Linked DNA regions of Podarcis muralis: region 1 is linked to region 2. Evidence: chromatin contacts called from public Hi-C data. All regions are on one chromosome and are shown on one strand. Each heading gives the region's core, a stretch centred on a gene start, on an enhancer-like site or on the middle of the called end of the contact. The rest is flanking DNA. Distances are from core to core; before and after follow the strand shown. Region 1 holds the start of BLCAP (BLCAP apoptosis inducing factor). Region 2 holds the start of MANBAL (mannosidase beta like).

Region 1 (5,389 bases), core at 1,726-4,225, 160 kb after region 2:
ATTTCTCCTCAGAAAGGAAGTAAAGCAAACAGTGACATTCCAGATTATTATTTTTTACTCTATAATAATAAAGAATGGCTACTGAAGTGCACTACAGTATTTACTTTGTTCATCCTCAGCAACTTAGGAGGAGAGGGAGGCTCGTCCACCTCACATTTTAAAGAACCAAGTCTGAGAAAATATCACCAAGGATGTTTATGATGGAGAGAATCAAACTTGAATCTCCCAGGTTCAAGCCCACCACTTCAAACTAAACTGTCTTGTGTGGCCTCTAGAATTTTATTCCAGTTATCTCAAGCAGCAACATTTTAGACAGCAACTCTTGTATAGGCTTCAGGCTGTTTATCCATCATATTTGCATAGAAGCTTCACACATAACTAGCTAAAACACAGGTACCACAAAATGAACAAATATGGAATGAAGATGTAGCAGAATAGTTACTTCATGCTTCTTATGTTTCCAGAAAGCATTAAGACTTACCAGCCAAAGAACTAAAAGCCACATGTTACCCTAGTTGCAGAAAGCTGTTTGCTTCCAATTTACAGTTAAAGGAAAATTTCTTACTTTAAAGATCTTTAGTGCTTTTGAAAAGGTGGGGCACTAAAAATGTATTCTCATTCCCAACCCATTATATACCTACTGAGCCACATACACACTCTGATGAGAAAAAAAAGTACTCAGAAAATGAGGTAGAAGCAAATCTAATGTTCAGTGAACTCTTCAATTAGGTCTTCATTATGGCAACGGCTGCCAAAATCAAGGATTGCCTTGACTCCAGAACACAGGAAAGTTTTACCAAGCAGATTCTGCCATTTCTGCAATCCATTTAGTTTTGAAGTATTCCTACTTTTAAATATTTGGTGCCAACTGTGCATGGGGTCCTATACAGGACATAGACAGTGATCAGAAAGGAAGTTACTATGCATAAGGACAATAATTTATTTGGGGGGGGGGGCAGCAGCAGCTAGTGGTGGAGCTATGGAGCTCAGCACTGGTGCTGTTGCAGTTTAACTGGACAGTGCTAGGGTGGGGCATGACAGCAATGAGGTTGGGGCTACACAGATGCATTGACAAAGCTACGCTGGTGCTCCCATCAGTTCATCTGTGTGGCTCAGACTAGCTGTCACTCTGCTCTATGTCCACACCAGGCATAGGCAAACTCGGCCTTCCAGATGTTTTGGGACTACAACTCCCATCATCCCTAGCTAACAGGACCAGTGGTCAGGGATTATGGGAGCTGTAGTCCCAAAACATCTGGAGGGCTGAGTTTGCCTATGCCTGGTCCACAACATCCAGGTAAGGTGCACCGCTACTGGCACTGGCGGGGGGTGGGGGGGAGAACTTGCAGCCCTTGGCCTAATACCATGCATGCATGGCCATGAGAGGTGGAAATAGGGAGAGGAGGAGGAGGGATGGCAAAAAAGAGAGAAAAAACAGGGCAGAGGAAAAGAGAAGAGTAGTGCCACACCCACTGTTCATTCAGGCCCGCCCACTACTGGCATTTAGTTTCTGACAGATCACACACAATGGAATTTGGTCAACTGAAAAAAGACTCACCACCCCTGATTTAATAAGAGAGTAATATTTTAGGATTAGGCAACTACTGTTACTTGGCAACATCAGACCATGGTCTTCTAGTGACAGTCCACCCTCCTCCTTTCATCACTGCCCTGCCAGATGCCTCTAAACAGCACACAGGCAATATATGAAAATGTTGCTCTTCTCCAGCACCTGGTACATCAAGGTTCCATTTAACTATCATGGCCAACAGGCACTGACAGACACACAGGTTTGTCTATTCATTTTTGTTTTTTTAAAAAACCCATTTAAATACACATGCACACACATACCTTAAAAGTTACAATTTAATTTGTGTTTTAAATGACATCTATGCAGCTGTAGTATACTGGCATGCTGCTGTTTATCTTACTTCCCATGAGAGCTACTTGAGCCATTTCTTTTGAATGGGAAAGCAGTATTTAAGCCTCAACCTTCATGTCTTGCAGCCCCTTCAGATACCATTGCAGCCCCCAGCACCACTGATTATCACCTACGCTGGCTGCGGGCTGATGGGAGTCCCAACAACCCCTGGAAGGCCACGAATTCTCCACCAGCTAGAGAGCGGGCTTAATAATCCAAGCGCACAGCGGGGAATTCGATATGCCAGAGGTTGCTAACCTGTGCGTGGCCCTCCAGATGCTGCTGAACTCCCAATTCCCACCAGGCTCTGTCAGCACATCCAAGGGGCCAGGAGTCCACAGGGCAACGACACCTGGAGGGTCCACGATGTTAGAATTCCTGGAACTCCTGACACACAACACCTGACACGAGCCGATCATCACTTTTAAAGGGGGGGGGGGGGAGGGCAAAGAAGCAATTCATTTGGTCCACCCCTGAACCCCGACACACCGCATGTCAATTTTCACTGGACGCAGAGCGGGCGGAGAGGGGGCAGGATCGGCGCCTGGGCCGTGTCCGGCCCACACCTGTGGCCACGGCGGAGCTCCCAATGAGGAGGCCTCGGTTCAAAAACACCCGTGGGGGGATTGAGGGGGTGGCGCTCCCCATGGGGCACAAAAGACGAGGCTGGGGATGGGGAGAAGCGAACAGAAAGGAGGCAGACATTCAGCGGGGGGCGCTGCGGATTCCTCGCCGCCCCCCACGGCCGAACCCTCGCGGGCTCCTCGTTGGGGTTCGGAAAAACGGCACTTCCCCACCCCCACCCCGAGGGACGGTTCCACCCTCAGAGCTGACGCGCGGAGCAGAACCACCCCGGCAGGAGCTGCCCCCTCTACCGCCAAGACATTCCCTCAGGCGATCCCTTCTGCGTCCCCCTCAGCCGCATTACCTGCGCTCCTCGCCATAGCGCTGCCTCGCCGCTGGGCCGCTCTCCCTCCCTCCCTACCCGACGCCCTCGGCCCTGTCTCTGCGTCTGTCACTCCCCGCAGGACCCCTCCTCCTCTCCAACTGCCCACTCAGGACCAGAGCCGGGCCGCCCTCGCCGCTGCCTCCTTTCAAGGCACAAGCAGCGCTGCACACCCACTACCCCTTACCGAAGGGCTGGGCGGCCTGCTTTAAAAACGGGTCTTGTTGCGTTCGGCGAGCCGGCGCCGGGTCGCCGGCTGAACCGTCTCGTTGTGTTTGAAACAGGCATTGAAGTAGACAGCCCTTTCAGTTGGGCTCTAGCCCGTCGGCGTAACGGCGCCGAGCGGGCCTACCGCCTGGCTCGGCAATTCCACGATGATGAATATGCAATAAGGGGGCGGGGCCCGGACTTGGTTGCCGGCAGGAGGGCGGCTCGTGCGCGAGACGGGCAGCCGAAGTTGGTTCCTCGTGTTTACACGGGTGCGGAAGCAGCAGCCTGAGTAAGCAGCCGAAGTTTCTGCTCCTGCCCTCCCAGAAAAATAATTTTGTTACCCAGAGCCTGGGCCCAGGATGGATTCCGACCACTTCAGGAGGCTTCAGATGGTGCTTTGGAATGCTTTTTTCAAATTATTTTTTATTAATCTTCCAAATGATTACAAATCAAACCAAATTACTTTTTATTACAATTTCTTAAAATCAGGTTTCCCGCTCCTGTTGCAAACATATGTTGATCATTTCCTCTCTAGCCGCATCATCTGCATTTGAATGCTTCTGTTGTCTGTGCCAACCCCCCCCCCCTTGCCGCCCCCCCCCCAAGTGAATCGACACGGTTCTAACCAAGCCATCTCTCTGCCTGGCGCGCTCCTGTTCTGGTTGCTGAAGCTTTATGAAGCGGGAAGCGATGGGAAACGCGGTACCTGCAGTCTGGAGTGCTGCAAACGCTCCCTCACACCCGTATCTATAAGCGAGAGAGCGTGGACCCGTGATTTCCTGTTCCCGGTTTTGTAGAACAGCATCCCCTTTTGAGAAGCAACGGGCACCCGCTGTACTGTATATAGTTTTCAGAAGCAATTGGAAGATATTCGGGTTTCAGTAGACTTTTCAAACTGGCTGAATTATTCTTTTTAAGGTCTTTCTGCCTCCGGTGCCCCCCCCCCGCATGTTTAAAAAACCCTATTTTTATTGTATGCTTGCAAGTCAGGTTGCAAAAAGCATGTGAGAAAAGCCACCATCATTGCACATCGTATAGATGAGCTAAATATTTTTGCTGCCTCTGCTATCAGACAAGAATGCTGATGTCAGCTGCTATGGTAACACCAATACACCTGCGGTGGGGGCATGTTTATGCAATGTGAGAAGCCTTCAGGTGAGTTCTTGTTTTTAGGCTACTCAGCAGCTCCAGATCAGCACAGTAGAGAACATAGGCAGCAGCTGCTTGATCTGCAACAGGGCGATGGCAATGAAAGCAGATGGCGATGAAAATAGTGCAATATTCTACCCCAGGTAAGTCAGTACAGTGGTACCTCGGGTTACATATGCTTCAGGTTACATACGCTTCAGGTTACAGACTCCGCTAACCCAGAAATAGTACCTCGGGTTAAGAACTTTGCTTCAGGATGAGAACAGAAATCGCACGGCGGTGCAGCCGCAGCTGGAGGCCCCATTAGCTAAAGTGGTGCTTCAGGTTAAGAACAGTTTTAGGTTAAGAACGGACCTCCGGAACCAATCAAGTACGTAACCAGAGGTACCACTGTATAATAAAACACACAGCAGGGTACCTTTCTGTCAGCTTCTCACATTTAGGTTTGTGCACTACTGTACCTAAACCCAAGGGACGCGGGTAGCGCTATGGGTAAAAGCCTCAGCGCCTAGGGCTTGCCGATCGAAAGGTCGGTGGTTCGAATCCCCGCGGCGGGGTGCACTCCCATTGCTCAGTCCCAGTGCCTGCCAACCTAGCAGTTTGAAAGCACCCCTGGGTGCAAGTAGATAAATAGGGACCGCTTACTGGCGGGAAGGTAAACGGCATTTCCGTGTGCTGCGCTGGCTCGCCAGGTGCAGCTTTGTCACGCTGGCCACATGACCCGGAAGTGTCTCCGGACAGCGCTGGCCCCCAGCCTCGAGTGAGATGGGCGCACAACCCTAGAGTCTGTCAAGACTGGCCCGTACGGGCAGGGTACCTTTACCTTTACTACTGTACCAACCAGGAGCACCCAATCAGATTTGCCTTTTCCAGACTGCTGAATCTTCACCATGGCAAAAGACATGGGCATTCAAGTCTTGCAACATTTCTGCACAGCCTATGCTGCAAACCTACACGCTTCCCTGTGAGTAGGTTCCATTGAACTCAATGGTATGCATGCACTTCATCGTAGGACTCAGCCTTGTGCATGAATACTAGCTGGATTGTAAAATGCATGTGCTAAAAAATGTTAAGAGTCCCCAAGATAAATATATATTTATGGTGGAAAACAATAGGGTTGGGGAAGGGCTATAGGTCAGTGCTGGATCAGATGCTTTGCATGC
Region 2 (4,760 bases), core at 1,734-4,233:
GTATCCTAGCTTATGCTATTAAAGACTCTTATCATTTAGTGTGGTCCTCCTTAACATGGGCAAATAGATTAAAATGGAAATCATATACTCCACAATGTACACATGGTTAAAATATAGACCTTCACGATTTTTACAAGAATGAATTAGGATGCATCCAAAACATTCAATTTATTGTAATAGGTTTTAATGAAGAAACTTGCATTTGTTTTTTTTATCTTGTGAACCACTCTGAGATCTTCAGAAAAATGGCAGTATATAAAGTTAATATAACAACAACACTTTCTGAATCCTGATTTTACCCTCTACAACCCTTTGTGCATGATAATAAGATAGGAAATTCATTGAATGTTGAATGTGTTATTAAGGTTGTTTGTTTGCTTGCTTGCTTGTTTTCCTATCCTTAGGTCATCTAACCAACTGATTGGCTCTTTGTGTGTGTTTATGAAATTATTCTGAAGATATGAAATTCAATAAATGTTGAGTGTTTAGTTTTGTTGTTGTTTTGTCCTAGCCTTATGTCATCGAGTATCCCACTGACCACTTTCATTGGTGATTCCATTCCACTGGAGATAATCTGCAAATTTTGGTGGTCATAGCAGCCAGCCTCTGTCAGCACTAGTAAAAGCCAGGTAGTCAGAGACACGCCTGATTTCCGCTTAAATCCAAGGCTGTGGTTATGGGAGAATCAAGACCAGGCTTCTTCAACCTCGGCCCTCCAAATGTTTTGAGACTACAATTCCCATCATCCCTGACCACTGGTCCTGCTAGCTAGGGATCATGGGAGTTGTAGGCCAAAAAAATCTGGAGGGCCGAGGTTGAGGAAGCCTGATCAAGACCCTCTTGGGTTGTTATTGCTGTGAAACGCTCCATCACAGATTCAGGTTGTATATATGTGTAAATAAACCAGTATATCATAAAGACACCACAGTCTCTGCTGTGCCTCATTCCAAAGGAAACACGGACCGTGGATAAGTGCCTGGAACCTCGGGAATCTTACACCGCTCAGAGACTGGGGTGGCATGCAACAATGTTGTTTAAGTAGCTCCTGGCTGCTTCTCCTGACCATTGGCCCCACTGGAACTGGCCCTTTAATGTTTTCTGTACTGCTTTTGGCCCAAACCCATATGCTCTATAGCTATACCCACTCCACTGCTTGTCCTTTTCCTCAGTTTTATCAATCCAATTAGTAAACATGTGCTTTTGCACACACAAAAGGAAATTGCAATTAACATTTAAAAGTTCATTGCCCACATCCTGCCTCTTGGTGGAGGTGGGGGGAACTAGAAGTGCAGTAGAGGATTAAATAGTTGGAACTTTTATTTTAAAATGACTCTCCTAATTGGGGGGGGGGGATAGCAGCATATGGGTTGTCATTTCAATAAGGTTTGTGGAACAAAGAGCTGGTCTTAAGCTGCTTTCTAGTTCGAAACAATATCTAAGAGTGTCTTTCTCTTGCTCATTTCAAAGCTAATTGGGGTCTGCTGGAAAAAAGGAAAAGCAAACATGATCAGCTGAAGGCATTTTGCAAAAAACAATCCTTGGTGTTTGTGTTTTGAGTGGTGTGGAGAGAGTTTGGAGTATGGAAAGTGAAGGGAAACAAAGTGGGTTAAAGTGAGCTTAAAATGGCAGTTGGGGTGGAAATGGTGCTAATTGACACCATTAGCTGGATGGAACAAGTCTAGGCTTAACTATTTGAACACATATCTTAGTATGCTACACTTGCATGGTGTTTTTAAGCGTGAATGATACAAATTCAGGATAAAATGTCTAGTATGGAAGCAGATTGGGTTAGCCTGAGTGAGGATGCCACGCTCAACTCTTACTCAGTATTATAATATTTTACATTTCATTTTGTAGGGTAATTAAATTGTTGTTTTGAATCTTGTCACCTGCCACACATCTCTTTTCTGGCATGGATTGGAAATATAAATAAACGAAACCAACAAATGTTTATAGTACTTTAAAGACTAACAAAGTGATTTCAGCATAAGCTTTCATGGACCAGAGACCACTTTCTCAAATGAAGGGGCGGGGGACAACCCAGTGAGCATTTTCTGAAATCTTAAAACCACCACTACTCACCAGCAGATGTCACTGTTTAACAGTTTGTTGGTGTTCCAGTTGTACCACTATTACTTTATATTTTACCATTATGTGGATGAGACAAATGTTTCCTTGTTTTTTTAGCAATATTTCAAAGTGGCTGTGGGATAGCTGGACCTTCCCAGGAATTTGCATTAGGCACCACATAGCTCCAGCGGCAAACTTCAACCTCTGCTGCCACCAGCCTCTTCCCTTTGGCACCCTGTTTCTTTCAGCTGCTCACGGAGAAGTCCTTTTGCAGCAAGGTGATGCCAAGTAATGCTTGCTTGCCCCTCTCCCAAACGATCTTCAAAATGGCCCGGTGCACTTCTTGCTAGCTTCCACCACCATTATCATACTGCAATAGGACATATATATATATGAGGAAGTGTTCGCACATGGTCTATACGCCACACTGCCTGCTTATGCATTGACGCAGCTGTGATAAATCTCGAACCTCTGGATAGGGGCATGTCGCAGGTACAAAAGCATCACCTAAAAAATATAGAAAATGGCTGGTTCCTGACTTGATTTCAAGGTCAGCTTAGCCGGGGCGCATCCCGCTTTGCTACGTGGGTCGGTTCCTGTTTCCAGGACAAGTGATTCCCCACCCTTCCCCAATCTTTGCACTTCTAGGTTCGCTAACTGATCGGTTTGTAGATTTAAAACATTTGCACATCGCTAGATATAGATTTCGGGCCAGTGCACCCCCAGGGCAAAAGCAACCTCTGCCCATAAGGTTTGACGGCTAAACCGTTTCAGGTCAAGGGCGCTGCAGTTCCCGAAAGTTGCACTCTGCACCAGCTCAGAAGCTCTTGGCCTAAGGTGCTAGCATTTTCCCAGTCGAGAAGCGAGCCTGAACCGTGGGACGGGAGGCGCGGCCTCCTTGGCAACGCCTCGCCGGCGGCGGTTGCTAGGGTCGCTGGAACAGGAAGCGCTTCCTAGAGTGATCAGAAGCACTTCCGGGGGCTGAGGCTCGGCTGCAGGTAAGGGTTACGCTTTGGTGGGGCAGAAGGAGTGGGGCGAGGCGCCTAGGAGAACTTTGTGCGGGAATGGGGGGCGGGGCGGGGGGGGGAGGTTTCCAGCTCCACGCCTGCGGTGAAAGGGGGTGGGGGAGAAAAGAAAAGCTCTTCTGTTTTTAGGCGATGCATGCAACTCGGTGCAAACCGGACACCAAAGCTACGTTTGCATTAAATCGCCGCCAGGTATCATAGAATTGTATAGTTGGATGGGACCCTGAGGATCATCTAGTCAGTGCAGCCCTCTGCAATGCAGGAAATTGCAATTGTCCCATACAGGGATCGAACCTGCACCCTTGGCGTTACCAGCACCATGCTCTAACCCCACTAAGCTATATTAATATTGTTATTGTTATTAATTTCCATCCCTACCTCTTTCTCTTTCCTAACTGCCTTAAAAGTGCCGCTTTCCCTGTCCACAGAATAACTAGCAATTAGTTTGGTTCTTTCACAGAGGTTGAAAGAGGGGAAGTAGGTCATGAAATGTTATTTTATTGCTTCAGTGTTCTTTCTTTCTTTCTTTCTCTTTCTTTCTTTCTTTTTAAAAATGTACCCTCTGGAAATGGGGAGTGGGTTTAGGACAGTGGAAGCAAACGTGCTGCTGCACCAGGAGGCACAGGCAAGGCATCAAAAATATTTCCCTTGGAGCCTTTCATGGGATCAGTGGGAGCGTTTTCCAAAATGGGGTTTTCAACTTGACAGTTCTGATAGCAAACAAATGTAGCGTTTGAAGTTGGTGGGAAGGAAGTCACACAGATTTTTCTACTCAGACATAAAAATCATCCTTCTAGCTTAAGTTGAAATGAAACTATCCTGCTAGCAGAGAAACACGCACAGGAACATAGAGGTCCTGTCTTATACCAGGTCAGGCTTTTTGCTCACCATGCCTAGTATATTCTATTCCTGACTGGCGGCAACTTCGCAGATTGATTGTATTTCTGTGCTGCTTTTCATTCAAATGAATCTCAAAGCCACTTACAAACAATAAATAGCACTTAATAAATAACGTTTGTTCTTTTCGTTGCAAAAGCAGAAAAGCGGAAATTGTTGAAGGTGGACTTGTGGACTTGTGCAATGGCTGCTGAGCTGGACTTCTCACCTCCTGAAATCCCAGAGCCTACGTTCATGGAGAACATCCTGCACTATGGCCTCTTCTTTGGTGCCATTTTCCAACTCATCTGCGTACTGGCCATTATCCTTCCCATTCCAAAGACACACAAAATGGTAAGGCGTTCTTATCTGCAGATCGAAAAAGTGAAATTGCTCATTCTGCAGCCTGGTAATTTAAAAAGGATATTGACAAACTGGAAGGTGTCCAGAGGAGGGGGGTGACAAAGATGGTGAGGTCTCTGGAGGTCACGTCATATGCAGAAAGGTTGAAGGAGTTGGGTGTGTTTAAAATAATAAAAAATAATAATAATAATTTTATTATTTATACCCCGCCCATCTGGCTGGGCATCCCCAACCACTCTGGGCGGCTTCCAAAAAATATTAAAATACTGTAATACATCAAACATTAAAAGCTTCCCTAAACAGGGCTGCCTTCAAATGTCTTCTAAAAGTCTGGTAGTTGTTGTTCTCTTTGACATCTGGTCAATGAGAACATCTGGCTTTTTCACATCTGGTCAAAGGTCATCTTTGACATCTGGTCAAAGGCGA

Evidence for each region. A called contact is a pair of places that touch in the nucleus more often than the background predicts.
Region 1: a Hi-C map of tail shows a contact between it and region 2, with 3 times the contacts expected there. The contact joins the promoter of BLCAP here to the promoter of MANBAL in region 2. A contact is called at or near these places in 2 of 3 Hi-C or Micro-C datasets (blood and tail).

Annotation. Positions count from the first base shown.
Region 1 is chr5:78,776,570-78,781,958 of rPodMur119.hap1.1, forward strand. It overlaps BLCAP (BLCAP apoptosis inducing factor), which reads right to left and starts at 2,976. Exons shown (of 3, transcript XM_028735028.2): 1 at 2,850-2,976.
Region 2 is chr5:78,619,419-78,624,178 of rPodMur119.hap1.1, forward strand. It overlaps MANBAL (mannosidase beta like), which reads left to right and starts at 2,984. Exons shown (of 3, transcript XM_028735017.2): 1 at 2,984-3,068; 2 at 4,132-4,325. The coding sequence starts at 4,176.